Regions from separate parts of the Capsicum annuum genome. Here regions 2 and 3 are each linked to region 1. Evidence: chromatin contacts called from public Hi-C data. All regions are on one chromosome and are shown on one strand. Each heading gives the region's core, a stretch centred on a gene start, on an enhancer-like site or on the middle of the called end of the contact. The rest is flanking DNA. Distances are from core to core; before and after follow the strand shown.

What was found. A called contact is a pair of places that touch in the nucleus more often than the background predicts.
Region 2: a contact with region 1 is called in a Hi-C map of placenta, with 3 times the contacts expected there. The contact joins the promoter of LOC107852144 here to the promoter of LOC107852146 in region 1. A contact is called at or near these places in 2 of 5 Hi-C or Micro-C datasets (bud and placenta).
Region 3: a Hi-C map of bud shows a contact between it and region 1, with 2.5 times the contacts expected there. The contact joins the promoter of LOC107873109 here to the promoter of LOC107852146 in region 1. A contact is called at or near these places in 3 of 5 Hi-C or Micro-C datasets (bud, leaf and placenta).

What each region holds. Positions count from the first base shown.
Region 1 is chr6:149,911,679-149,916,334 of UCD10Xv1.1, forward strand. It overlaps LOC107852146 (probable hydroxyacylglutathione hydrolase 2, chloroplastic), which reads right to left and starts at 2,266. Exons shown (of 8, transcript XM_016697201.2): 1 at 2,080-2,266; 2 at 1,440-1,622; 3 at 1-134. The coding sequence starts at 2,136.
Region 2 is chr6:150,316,233-150,320,888 of UCD10Xv1.1, forward strand. LOC107852144 (polyadenylate-binding protein-interacting protein 11) reads left to right here and starts at 2,350. Exons shown (of 11, transcript XM_016697199.2): 1 at 2,350-2,647; 2 at 2,787-3,368; 3 at 4,057-4,167; 4 at 4,258-4,302; 5 at 4,420-4,492; 6 at 4,583-4,656. The coding sequence starts at 2,868.
Region 3 is chr6:149,650,004-149,654,659 of UCD10Xv1.1, forward strand. LOC107873109 (flowering time control protein FPA) reads right to left here and starts at 1,892. Exons shown (of 6, transcript XM_016719838.2): 1 at 1,386-1,892. The coding sequence starts at 1,631.

The DNA of each region.
Region 1 (4,656 bases), core at 1,016-3,515:
ATATAAGTCAAATTACGGTTGTTTCTACTAAGTGCATCTATAACAGGAACAGCTTCAGAAGGATCCACAACACCAACTGTACCAGTATCCACATCATGCAATAGATATGCATAATTATCCTGGAGACATGGTACCTGATAATTGACAACAGAAAAGATCAGCAAAACGTATCAGGGTTTCTCAACATAGAGTTGGAGAGCCTTGTTACACTATGAAGTCAAGATGATGATTTTCTTTTATTCTCTCTTGTTCTGAAAAAGGAAGGCATAGAGGAAAGGAAGTCGAAGAGAAGCAGAAATTGTCTCGCCCAGGAGGTGAGTAGAGTTGAGAACAAAGAAAAGACAGAAATTATATTGTTCTCTCAACAAGTAAATCTGCCAAAAAAGCTTTCCCATCTTTCCCACCCATAATGGAAGTAGCATAGTACCATTTTTTGAGCTGAGACTTATTTGATCATGTACTAACAACACTAATATACGGGCATTTTGCCTTTTAATTTGTTGAGAGAGGTAACAGTGAAGGAGCATTTTGCCTATCTATAGTAAAATTTAGACAAAAAGGATGTTCTCCAGTAGAAAAAGAGAGCAGATCTGCAAACCAGAGAATACAAGGCATTGAATAAAGGAATTGCTAGTCAAAAATTTCATCAGATTGCACATACAAGTTCGAATGTCATGAGCGCTCCAAAAGTCAACTAAATAATAATGAAGCTGGAATAAGCTACAGCCCACATTAGAGCATGCGGGACAACTACCCAGGTTCTCCTATTTATTCCTATAGTATACAAATAGTTACGGTTGTGCAGCAGTTAATTCAGAAATAGTGGGGGAAACCAGATTATTCTGTTTTGAATAACTATATGAAATGTCATACAGTAAAGTCCTTTTGAAATGCTCTACATGAGGCAACATAATCCCTTTTTTGTCCAACTAGGCAAGATCTAGACCTTCGACAAGTCAATGAAATGCACAAAAATCCCCAGGATGATTAGGACACAGTGTGTATTAACTGTAACAGCTAACTATCATTAATTACTGTGATTCCAGGGTACTAGGCCAAATTTTAGAAACACAAAGGAAGATTAATACCACATTGCAAAGCCACCCAGTCACACAAAGGCGTCTTCATATAAAGCAAACAATTTTTCTCATTGCCGAAATAAGATGCTCTTTCTTTCTGATCTGCTTGAACAATTTTAAATCCTCGGGAATCAGTTATTCCTATCCCAATCACTCATTCAAGATAATTTACATAAGAAAAAAAGACATTCAATGATTTTCCAAAGCCACTGATAGGTGAAATCAAGCAACAAATGACACATTAATAGGAGTGATTGGATGTACCCAAAGTTGAAATCAAGAAACAGATGACACTATTAAAATGAAGTCAAAAATTGCTGTATACATAGGCGCCTAAAATGCAAGTTACAATGGACTCACCAGTTCGATTTGCAAAGTTGAAGAGGTACTGGTGATGCTACAGAGTTTAGAAACACCAAGTGTTCGACTAACACCACGTATGGTCTTGAATGGCATTGAAAAGAGCTGCATAAACCCATAGAGGAGATTCTTCCTAAGAGAAAGTTGCCTCATGCCAGGCCATACACAAACCCCTGTCCGGGACTAACAAAACCAACAAATACAACTAAGTCCAAAATGCAACCAAAAAAATGAACTAATTAAAGCACCACGTGCAATAAAATGTGTCCCTTTTTAATTAAAACCCTAGTTATGAATTGCATTAACTGAGTTCAGATAAAATTAATACACAACTTAGAAAAAAACAATCCTTCAAAATCAAGACCTAACATACTAATTATCAAAACAACATAGAAATTATCGAAAGCTAATTAAGCAGTGAAAAAGATGTTGATTGTATAATTAATAACTCAACAAATTCACACATCTATCGGTGCTTAAATTAAACAGTTGATGAACACTTCACATCAAATTCACAAACATACAAATTTTATTAAGGAAAAAAAAAACATAGTCCCCCAAACTATGAACAAATTTATATAGTATAATTGAGAGTATTAGAGTAAGAATAAGTATAGAAAAGGGGAGAAGGGAAGTAAACCTTAGAACAAGGGAAGGAAGCCATGGCTGAAGGTGCAATTCTATAAAAGGTTTGCATAATTTGGCATGTAAAGAAAGAGGTGTGTAGAGGAAGGAATGCAATAGTGTGGAGGGGTGGGGGGTTGGTTGGGTTGGCACACGCTTTCACACGCAGGTTGTTTTCAGACTTTATTATCTAGAGGTTGCTTGGTACTACCGTTGGAGAATTGCTTATTTAATAAATACTTTTATAAAATAATTTTTTTAAAAAATATTTTTTAAAAAAATATATTTAGTAAATTTATTTGAAAAATAATTTTAATAAATAAATTGTATTTGAATAATATTTTTTAAGAAAAAATTTTGAGAGACAAATGATTAAAAAGGACGTGCATCAATAAATTTTTATTATTAAAATTATTTTACAGAAAATATTTATTATAGTATTTTTAATTAAACTTTTATTTTTATTTAATTAAAAGTACTTACTATAAAATTTCAATCAATATTTATATAGGTAGAAACGTTCAAAAAATTAAATAATGATATATTACTTAAATAATTTAAATATTGCCTAAAAACATCAAATAAGAATGAATTTAAAAATTATTTCATAAATTAAATCACTGTATATAAAAAAATCTTCACATAATAACAAATATGTCACCTTTTATGATAATTAAAATTAAATATTCGAGAAAATATTTACAAGTGTTGCCAAAATATCATTTGATCAACGTGATTCGTCTGATATTTACTATCATAATAATATAAATAAAGAGTTATATATTCTTTGATCATCTTCATTAATGATATTTTAAATTTTATTCAAAGAAAATAAAATAAAAAATTATGATGTAAATATGAAGTATAAAATTTTAAAATAGAACTTATAAGACATGTTAATTAATTAATAATGTATATGTGTGTGTGTGCGCGCGCATGTGTATAAGTGATAAGGATATTATTGTCATAAAAAATAATTTTCTACTTCTGTTTCTGTTTTTTTTTTTTTAAAACATAAATTTTTTGCTTTTTTCCAAAAACAGAAAATCTGTTTCTGCACTTTTACAAGTTTACCAAACACTTATCTTTTTTAAAAAAAAAAAAATCAAAAAAAATGCTTTTTTTTAGAAAAAAGCAACGTCAAACAGGCTATTACTCACTTCTATAATACTTTATTACTACTCCTTAATTATCACAAAAAAGGGATAATAGAATATGATATGTTTTCTATAGTAAGTGCAAGTCACATTAAGACTGGCGATGAATAAAAGAAGAAAAGAGGTCAGAAATACCGTTCAAGTATTGAAATTAGTTTTAAAATATCATTCATTAATCTTTTGGGTCAAAAATATCCTTCAAGTATTGAAATTAGTTCAAAAATACCCCTTCACCTACCTTTATGGCTCAAAAATACCCCTTGCAACTAACAATTTTTTAAAGGAAAAAGGGTTTTGATTAATTGGTTAAGTTTGCCCTTCGTTATACTTTATGGTCATTTATACCCTTGTTGTCACGAAAGTTAACACATATACCCTCAAAACTAACGGTGTGTCCCAAATTGATCAAAATTAACTGATTTCAATTTTAACCTGACCCGATTCACAAACTACCGACTCAATACCGTCTAATTTAACCCTTTTCCATCATATTTCTCTTCCCTTCTTCACCTCCATTTTTTTTTTTTTTTAACTTTCAAAGAATACAATGCAAATGACCAACCATGGAAGGAAAATACAATGCAAACCTCAAATGGACTTAATATTGTATCAATATCAATATCAATATCGATATCAATATCAATATCAATATCAATACAGTGTTGATAAACATGGACGCCGTCGAATTCCAATGCAAACCTCTACCTTTTTTGCGGATGTGCCAATGATTTTGAAGTGATGATGGCGGTGGCGGTGGCTCTCCGACCTTCTTCACATACCAGCTGATGAACTAGACAGTGGCTATCGACTTTCACGCTAGCTATTGAAGATGTAAATGATGGAGAAGCGATGGTCTTACAAAAATCTCATCAGAGAGAGCATCAAAGGAACTCCATATTGAGATCATCATCCATGGACTTTGTTGCTGTTTTTTTGTTTTTTTTTTCTTGCATTTAGCTTTGTATTTTCCTTTCAAATGTGGAGGAGATGGAGAAGGAAGGGAAAGAAAGAAATATGACAAAAAAAGGGTTAAATTGAACGGTGTTGGGTCGATGGTTTGTGAATCGGGTCAGGTTAAAATTGAAATCAGTTAATTTTGATTAATTTGAGGCACACTGTTAGTTTTAAGGGTAGATGTGTTAACTTTCGTGACAGCAAGGGTATAAATAGCCACAAAGTATAACGAAGGGTAAACTTAGCCAATTAATCAAAATAGAGGGGTATTTTTTTTGCCCTTTTTTAAATCATAATTAAAAATTCATAAATGGTCTGAAATATCTTTCAAGTATTGAAATTGGTTCAAAAATATCCTCCGTTAACCTATTGGGCCAGAAATATCCCTACATCCACCTCTATGGCCCAAAAATATTCTTGCAACTAACGATTTTTTAAAATCATAATTAAATTTTTTATTAAATGTGTGATAATTTTCTATT
Region 2 (4,656 bases), core at 1,100-3,599, 400 kb after region 1:
CTTCTGCTAAGTTTTCAGCTTTTTCTATGACCATGTCTACTTCATATCCTTCTTGTAGGACTTCTATATTCATAAACTCGCTTTCTGTTTCTATATTACTCTCTATTTCGTCATCATCTAAATTTCTTTTGATTGTGTAATTATAATCTGTAAACCTGACTGAAGTTTCTCCTTTACTTGTAGTATATAATAGATGAGAGTCTGGTGTGAGAATTTTTGGTTTAGTAAATTTGTTTAAATTTCATTCTAAACCTGCATATTTTATTGGTTTTATTAAACTTATGCCTTTATTTCCCATTATTTCAACTACATCATTTACCTTTAGTTTAAATTTAGTATTACTACTTAAGGTCAATTTTCCAATAAACCCTATGCACATTAATAAATTATTTCCACTATTCATTTCTTCGTACCCTTTATTTGAATTCCTATTTTAATGTTTTTTCCAAATTCTTTTAAGTTCATTAAGAAATCTGGACTTATATAGAATATTCCTCCATTATTTGTCATATCTACTTCAGCTAATCCTATTATTGATTTTCTAATATCTGACCATCTATCATCATATATTGTTATTAATACTTTGGATCCTAGATTTTTTCTAGTTAGACCTTTTATTCCTATAACAATTAAACCCATATGCATCAATATCATTTTATTATTTTTTATATGTCTTAAAGAGTTAGCATTTACTAAATCTAGTATTTTAAAATCTTCTCCTATAGCTGATATTTGTTCTTCTCTATAAGATCTATATAGCTGATTGTCTGTAGAAAAATATCCTGCGTTATATAATGTTTTAAGATTTAATAATTTTAATTGATGTTGTTGGAAAATTTGTAAATCTTTATCTACATCTATTATTTCGTTAAGTTCTTGGTTCTGCTCCATATTAGGTTGTCTTCGGCATATTCTGAATAATATATTATTACGTCCTACTCTATTTTTCGAAAAACTTATTCTTTGTCTTTCTTCTCCTTGTCTTTCATTATTCTCGATGGTTCTCCGTCTATCTGATAGAAAGTCTATTTTTGTGGTTTTCTTATTATATTTTTTCTTTCTTGTTTAGGAGTTAATTCAATTCGTTTTAACTGGTTAATAAGTTCTTCTATTTCAAAGTTATTTTTTGGTGGCTCTTGAGCTTCTTTAGTTTTTATTAGGATGTCTATTTTCTTATGTAGTTCAGATAATTCCGGTTCTTCCTGAAAAGGTTTTTGAGTTTCTTTGCCTTTAATTAAAATGTCTATCTTTTTGTGTAAGTCTAATAATAACTCTATTATGGTATTATTTTGTTTTAATAAAATTTTATCTGTTATACTTGAAGGTATATGCTTAGATAATCCTTCTGGTTCGCTATGATAACTTTTTGATTTTTCTAATGCTTTACTATAATTTATATCTTCTTCACTCATGAAAGTGATATTTCTTCTAATCTTTTTGTTATTTCTTGCAAATCTTTGATTTCTATTGTTATATTTTCTACTTGTTCTATAAGCTTAGATATTAATTGAGTTGTTTTTACTTCTAATTCTTTAGGTCTTTCTATTATAGTTTTTATTAGCTTTTCAATTTTTAATTTTGTAGGTATTTTCTCTAAATTAAATTTGTGATTTAAATACTGAATTTTTCTGTCTATTTCTATTTCTTGTGACTTTAAATAATCTAAATTTTGTTCTATCTTATCTAGTATCTTTTTATGTTTATTCTAAGTAACTTCAATTTCTTCTAAAATTCTTATTATACTATTATCTTTTTTCTGAATTTTTTTGCTTGAATTTATTAAAAAATCTATTATTGTATTATATTGTTTATCTTCTGAATGTAAAATATATTCACCCTGGTTGAAATTACACCTTAGAGTGAAATTATCTTTTAACACTCTATATTTTTTTTTTGGTTAAAATCTAAGATTTAAGTAATCGAGGCGTTTTAAAGAAGTTATCTTGTTATCCTAAGTGGTTTAAGTTAAAGTATTTTTTACTTAGCTTAGTTTGATATTTCAATCTACTATTAGTATAGGTTATATCTAATTCTACTTCTTGTATATTTTCTATCAGCCTAGATTTTTCACTAATTAATGCTTTTTTATAATAATTAGATGTTATGGTAATTATTTCGTCTGTTTCTTTAAAGTTTAGAATATCTATTTCTAAGTTTATTATTTCTTTATTTAACAACTCTAGTCTTTCTACAAATTATTTCTGTATTTTTACAAGTTGATGTTTATAAGCAAATTCTCTATAATATTAACGTTGTATTTCTTTAATACACTTAATATATCTTATTGACATTTAATATGCTAATTGATAAGATTTTCTATTAATACGTTCTTTAAGCCACCTTATTCCTAAATCAATTTTTATTTATTCGGAACGTAAGTGCAAGAAAGTCCAAAAGGAAGTGGAGCAAAACGGACGATCCGAAGTATCCACTTCTCTCCTCTTCTCTTCTCTTCTCTCCTCTCTCTCTTGCTATAAACTAGTGGAGTTAGTACAATTATTTCATATCTTTTCTCTCTCTTCAGACTCAGTAAAAATTACACTACACACACTCCAACAAAGAAAAAAAAGAATCTTGATTTTTCATTCTTCAGCTGACGATCTTGGAATTACTGTTTTTTCTTATCAATGGATGTCATTTAGAAAGGGTACGATTAATTTCCTTCTTTCCCTTTAATATATTTCCTGATTTAATAATAAATTCAAATACCCAGCTTGATCTTCTTGAAATAATAAAGGTATCATCTTTATTTATTTGTTTTGTTTATTTTTGTTTTTGGGGTTTAGACAGAAAAGGGTACAAGAAAAGGACAAAAAAGGAGCATTATTTGACAGTGTCAGATAGAGTTTTGTTGAACCTGAACCATCATGGCTGTGGTTGAGAATGCTGCTATTAACGTTGTTGACAGAATTGTGCAGAAAGATGTTGTTGTGGTTGTCGATCATCAGTCAGTGAAAACGAAACAACAGAATGGTGTGCAGAGGTCAAAGGTACCAAATGATCAGAATTTCCAGCAAGAACCCGAGAAAGCTAATGGAATTCAGCAGCAACAACAACAGCACTGCGTCAACGGTAATGGAGTTGATCACAGTATTGAGCATCAGAAAATGAACGGTGTTGATTTAAGGAATGGAGGGGTGGTTGATGGCGATGGTGGCGATGAAGGGTTTAAGAAGGAGATGAGGGATTTGGAAGAAATGCTTTCCAAATTGAATCCCCAGGCTGAAGAGTTTGTGCCACCATCACTGGCTAATAACAACATGCTAGTGCCATTTCCACCCGGCACAATGCATTTTGGCTTTGATGCTAACAATTTTCTAATGCAGATTGACCAAGGAGGAGTTGCCAATGGAAATCCCAACAAAAGGGTATCAATTGAACATCGTTTCCTTTCTGGTTTATCATGTTTTTGTTTTGTTTGTTGCTGTGGAATATGGATATGGTAGGTACTCCACTTTTAATCTTGTGACTGATCAGAATTATCTTTAGTTTGTTAGGTGTAAGATGATCACTCGGAGGACATTTCATATAGTCCAATTGTTATAATAATAAGGGCAGCCCGGTGCACTAAAGCTCCCATGAGCAAGTGCATAAATATACTCCTGAAAGATAAAGTGGATATAGGAACTTGTGTTGTTGCGAGCTATCTGGTTGTAAATATCTTTGGATCTCTTCAATTTGAAATTCGATTTGAAACAAAGATGGAAGAGTTTGAGGGTTATCAAATGATACATAGTGCGATACAGTTAAAACAAAGAATTATAGTAAGAATAGATACCTTGGATACAGGTGAACTTCTCAATGGATTTTCTATCTGCTCCGCGTGGAATTTGGGGAAGGGCCGGACGACAAGGGTCTATAATAATATAGATCAATTGTTATTCTGCATAAAAGTGATTGGAGGGTTTTAGTCCTTGTAGTGTTAAAGTTGAGTTTCTTTTGTTCTTTCTCTACCATTTATTTCGGAAAAAGAAATCTTCTCTGTTTTGTTTTTTTGTAATATTTCTATGTCCGTGGATTTGAGCTGATTAGTGGAGTTTTAAATTGTGTGTACAGAAGAAGAACGGTTATGGTTATGGAAGGAGAAGGATGAATACCCGAACAGGCATGGCCCAAAGGGAAGATGTTATAAGGAGGACGGTTTATGTATCCGACATTGATCATCAGGTAAAATAGAGAGGTCCAATGTTATTGTTAATTGGGTTACTGCACCTTTATCGTTTTTATTTTAATAATTCTGTTTCTTCTTTTGTGTAGGTTACTGAAGAGCATCTCGCAGCACTCTTTCTTAACTGTGGACAGGTGGATGTCTATCGGTTATTTCAAGCTTCTGTACTCATTTGTGATTATTGTCTTGCCTTTTAATTATGTTGAGGAAATGTTTTATTTCCATATCTGTCTAACCTTGATGCGCTGAAGGTTGTCGACTGTCGTATATGTGGTGACACCAATTCTGTACTTCGATTTGCCTTTATTGAATTTACAGACGAAGGTAGCGTGACATGATTATTTCTTTATATATTTGGCCAGAAAGTTAGGGTACTTGTTCTCTAACACACATTTTCCGCAATGTGTCATGCAGAAGGTGCAAGGACTGCTCTGAGTCTTGCAGGAACTATGCTTGGGTTTTATCCCGTGAGAGTGCTTCCTTCTAAA
Region 3 (4,656 bases), core at 642-3,141, 260 kb before region 1:
AAACAACTGTTCAACTAAAATTAGCATTCATTGTACACAACTACACCTCCCAACGTTGATTAAAATTTTGAACATTCGAGGAAGGACTTGGACTTAAGTCCCCATCAGTTGGAAAGGAGATAAAAATCTATAACATGCAGTGAAAGTGGGTGAAACTCACATCGCAATGGTTATTGCTTTTGGTGGGTAGGAGCAAACAGGGATTAATTGGATGGCATCCAGTTTTAAACAACAACAGTGCCTATTTTTATTTGCAGAACGTGCTCGTGTTCTTGGATATTTGTAGCGCTCGGTACCGTTCAAGAAAAATGCTCTTCTAGAATTGATTTATTCTTTTTGGTTAACCATTGCCAAAACAATATTCGATGTAAGCCTAAAATCCGCACAAAGACTGGAAATTTGAGCACGTTTTGAAGTCTAAATTTCAACGTGCTTAAGCTTTGAAAATCTGAAAAAGGGGCAACTTAATATTTGAAGAAGACCTTTTTGTACTATTTTTCATATCTCAGATCTCAATTAACACCTTTAACCAGTGCAGCCACTTCTTCAAATCACAAGAAAAGTTAATTGCCTTGTCCATTGAGTCGATTGTGTTCAATTAACAAGTACAATATACCAATCACATTCGTATCTGATTATTATTCCTCTTCAACAAATAGATCTGCCAATCGGTTGGAAAGGAATTAATACCAGAAGCATAGATCTTGCAAAGGAATCGAGACGCATAGATCTTGCAAAGGAATCGAATTCCAGACGCATAAAAATTGCAAGATTTTAATGTAAAAATTTATGGAAACGATAATTATACATTGGTTCACTTTGTTCATTGCATTCGATCCAAATCGCGGCACAATTCTCCATCTGTTTATTCTTTTATTTACTATCTAAAAAAGAAATTAATTTTATCTCTTTTTTTTCTATTTTCTACAAATCTACTAATTATCTCGCAGATCTCGTTTGCTTGGTATTTTTATATTTTGCTTTGATTTTGATAAGATTATCTTTTTATTTTTTTCAGGTATTTTGCTTTGATTTTGAGTACATAAAAAACAGAGTGTTGACAATTTACTAACAATAATCAACAAATAATTGATGAAGAAACAACAGAAATCCATATTTTTTCTTTCCAACTAATTTCATCTATATTTTTTTTTCTATTTTATATATTATCTAGCAGATTTCGTTTGTCTGGTTTTTTAATGCTTTCTTTCGATTTTGAGTGTGCTGAAAAAGGCAAGTTCTTCCTCTAGATGATTGGATTGGAAAACACACCAATTGACAATTTCACTAACAATAATCAACAAACAATTAACGAATAAAGAACAACAACAACAAAAATCGATCCGAATCAAACAACGAAGAAACAGAAAAACAAAAACACAAACCGGCTTAGCGTATTCGATCCTAAGTGCATTGCCATGAAAGAAGGATCCTTGTAGTGCATCTTTAGCCTCCTTAGAATCATTGATGTTTTTGAAATACAGAAAACCGAATCCGCGAGAGGAATATGAGGTTACGCTATCAAGCGGGCCGTACTTCTGGAACAAAGAAGTTAGATCGGCATCGGTAACGTCAGGGGCTAAATTACCAACCCATAGATTGTTCGACGGCGTTTCTCCTGGCGGCGCCATAATTCAAACCCTAGAAAATTACTAATCAAACACGAAAAGCGAAACCAAGAAAAAGAACTATTAAATCGAGGAGATAAATTGATGATTGCGAATTTGTAAATGGGCGTTTAGTACAATTACGAGAAGGAGAAAATGAGGCGGCGAATGGAAAGAGGATTGGAAGAATTGGAGAGGTCGATGTAAATCCAAAAGTTATAGGTGTGGTCACATGAGCTTCGGTTGTATGCATACAACAACCCTAATGTATTCCAACCTAATGGGTCCTCGGAGGTAGAGCACATGCACATCATGCCACTATTTTAAATAAAATAGAAAGGTTATTTTTGATAGAGGTTATTTTCAATAGATCCTCAGCTTAGAATTAATAATAGTATAATAAATATAAAAAATAAATGGATACAAACTAGTATAGTACATAAAATAAACTAATATTATAACAAATATAAAAGATAAGTGCATAATAAATTAGTATGGGATGAAAAAAAGTCAACACCAGTAATCCAACAACTACAGCCTAATACTACGAACCAGAAATTTCAGATCCAAAGAAGCACTCCTCTATTACTATTGCCGCACTCCCACCCCTAACCCCTAATTCGCGTCCTCCACACCTTCCTATCAAGGGACATATTCTCTGTAAGCTGTAATTGCTATATATCATGCCTGATCATGTCCCTCCAATATTTCTTTGGTTTATCTCTAGCCCGCCTAAAATCGTCCCAAATTACCCATTTTAAATTGAGATGACACATTAAATAAAAAAATAATTAATAACATGGCTAGTTTACCATAGTGTCCCTATTAAATGATGTTTATATTTTAATCTGAAGAAAAAATAATTAATGCAAAATATAAAACATAAAAAAAAAATTATCTTTTCTTGATTAATAAAAAAAAATTATGAAAAATGGAAAATTAAATTAAAAAATTTGGGACGGAGGGAGTAATAATCTATCTACATTTGCATCTAAATTATAGGGTAGAATAAACATATTTCAAAAATTATAAAATCCTAAAATAATTGATAAGTAAAGAATATATGGTAAGATATTAAAAAAAAGTCATTTAATTATTTTATTTATTTATTATATGACGAAAAAAGTCAAAAACATCCTTCAAATATTGAAATTGATTCAAAAATATCATTTGTTAACCTATTGGGCTAGAAATATCCTTCAATTATTGAAAGAAAAATTGTAGAAAGTAACAATACTAAGACTATAATTACAATAAATAACAACACCTTTACAAACTTACATTTTATAACAAAATTATCATTTTTTTGTTCATTAACTACACAGGCGCTGTTTCACTCCACATACTTTACCTTTTCCTATTTTCATTCCATTATTTCACTTTTCTCCAATGTAACTTATCTTCTACTTTTTTTTTTTTCCTATTTTCCTCAAATTGTTGATAAATATTGTGCTCCATCAAATAAGATAAATTGATATTTACAGTGATTGCATGTTATCTCTTTCATATAATTTATATATTTTATATATTTTATATTATTTTATTCAACCATTGTTCTTTCTTCTTTTTTTTTTGGCCCGGGGGGAGGGGGGTGTTTGTGAATCTTTTTGTTGAAAGAGTGTGGAAGTCTGTTATAATGGCAGAACACACATATTATAGAAGTTCAAATAGAGGTATACCACCTCTGAATTTAGTTTCTAATAATCCACCATCATTTAGTCTTGATTTAATACAAGATGAAGATCTTAAACTGATTTCTACGCCTATTCAGTCAAAGAGAGAAATGAGCATAGAAGAGGAGATTGAAGCATTATAACAATCCAAAGAAGATTGCGGAAATTATGAAGCGAAAAGGATTGAGAAAACCTTCATCTTCAAAATTCAAAAAATGCAAAAATATGTGAAAAAAAAAGTCAAGCGAAATAGGAGAATCAAGTAAAATTATAAGTCCTATTGAACAAAATTCATTTGAATATGAATCTAAAGAAGAAAAAGTGATAAAGATATTTGTATTTTTATAGATTATGGGTCATCTGCAGGTATGTGTATTTTTTAATATACATATGATTATGCTTATATTTGTTTTTCAGTTGGTAACATATATATTTGTAATATTTTTTAATTATTTAAGATATGTAGTATGTATTTTGTGTTGTTCAGTTATATGTATATATATGGAGTTGTATTTTTTTTACTGTTAAGATATGAAATTGTATTTGTTACTATTAAGATATTTATTTGGTGCTAGTAAGATATGTAATTATTTTTATTACTGTTAAGATATGTATTTGTTACTGTTAAGACATTAGGACAGGAGTTGTACTTGTCACTGTAAAGATATGTATTTGATATGCATTTGTATTTGTTTGTTCAATATTACTATGATATGTATTTTGTAAACAAATATGAGTTTATTATGTATTCTAGAACAGACATGTATTCTGAAAATACATATGCAGTGATATATGTATTTTTTGTTATGTAATATGTATGATGTTATAGGAAATATATGCTTACTATGTATGTTATATTATTTTTTTGTGAGTAGTACATGTAATATAGATTTCAACAATTTTTTTGGTACTTAGGTGTCGCGTGATAAAATATTCATGACAAGAGTACTTTTAAAATTTGCACTACATATAGAATGTCACGCGGTCAATGATATTGAAGAGCATATTAACGAAATATTATTAAAGGAGCAGTACAAGATTTTTCTTCATAAGTGTATATTTGGTGTCTACAAGAAGAAGAAGAAGAAGAAGAAGAAGAAGAAGAACAAAAACTGTGTAGTTCAGCGCAATTACACAGATGTATTATGTCACTTTAGACTAAAGAAAATTCTACAAGTGTAATAGTCATTCGAGCAAATGGCATAATTCTACATTTCAGTTTGAGAGAGTTTGTCGTTATTACTGATTTGAATTGTATTGCAAACATGAATAAATTTATTTTTGATGGGGAGGTACCAAACAGAATAATTGAGCACTATTTTGATGGTGCAAGTTCTATACAGAAACGAGACTTAATTTTTTGTTATGTCGGGCAA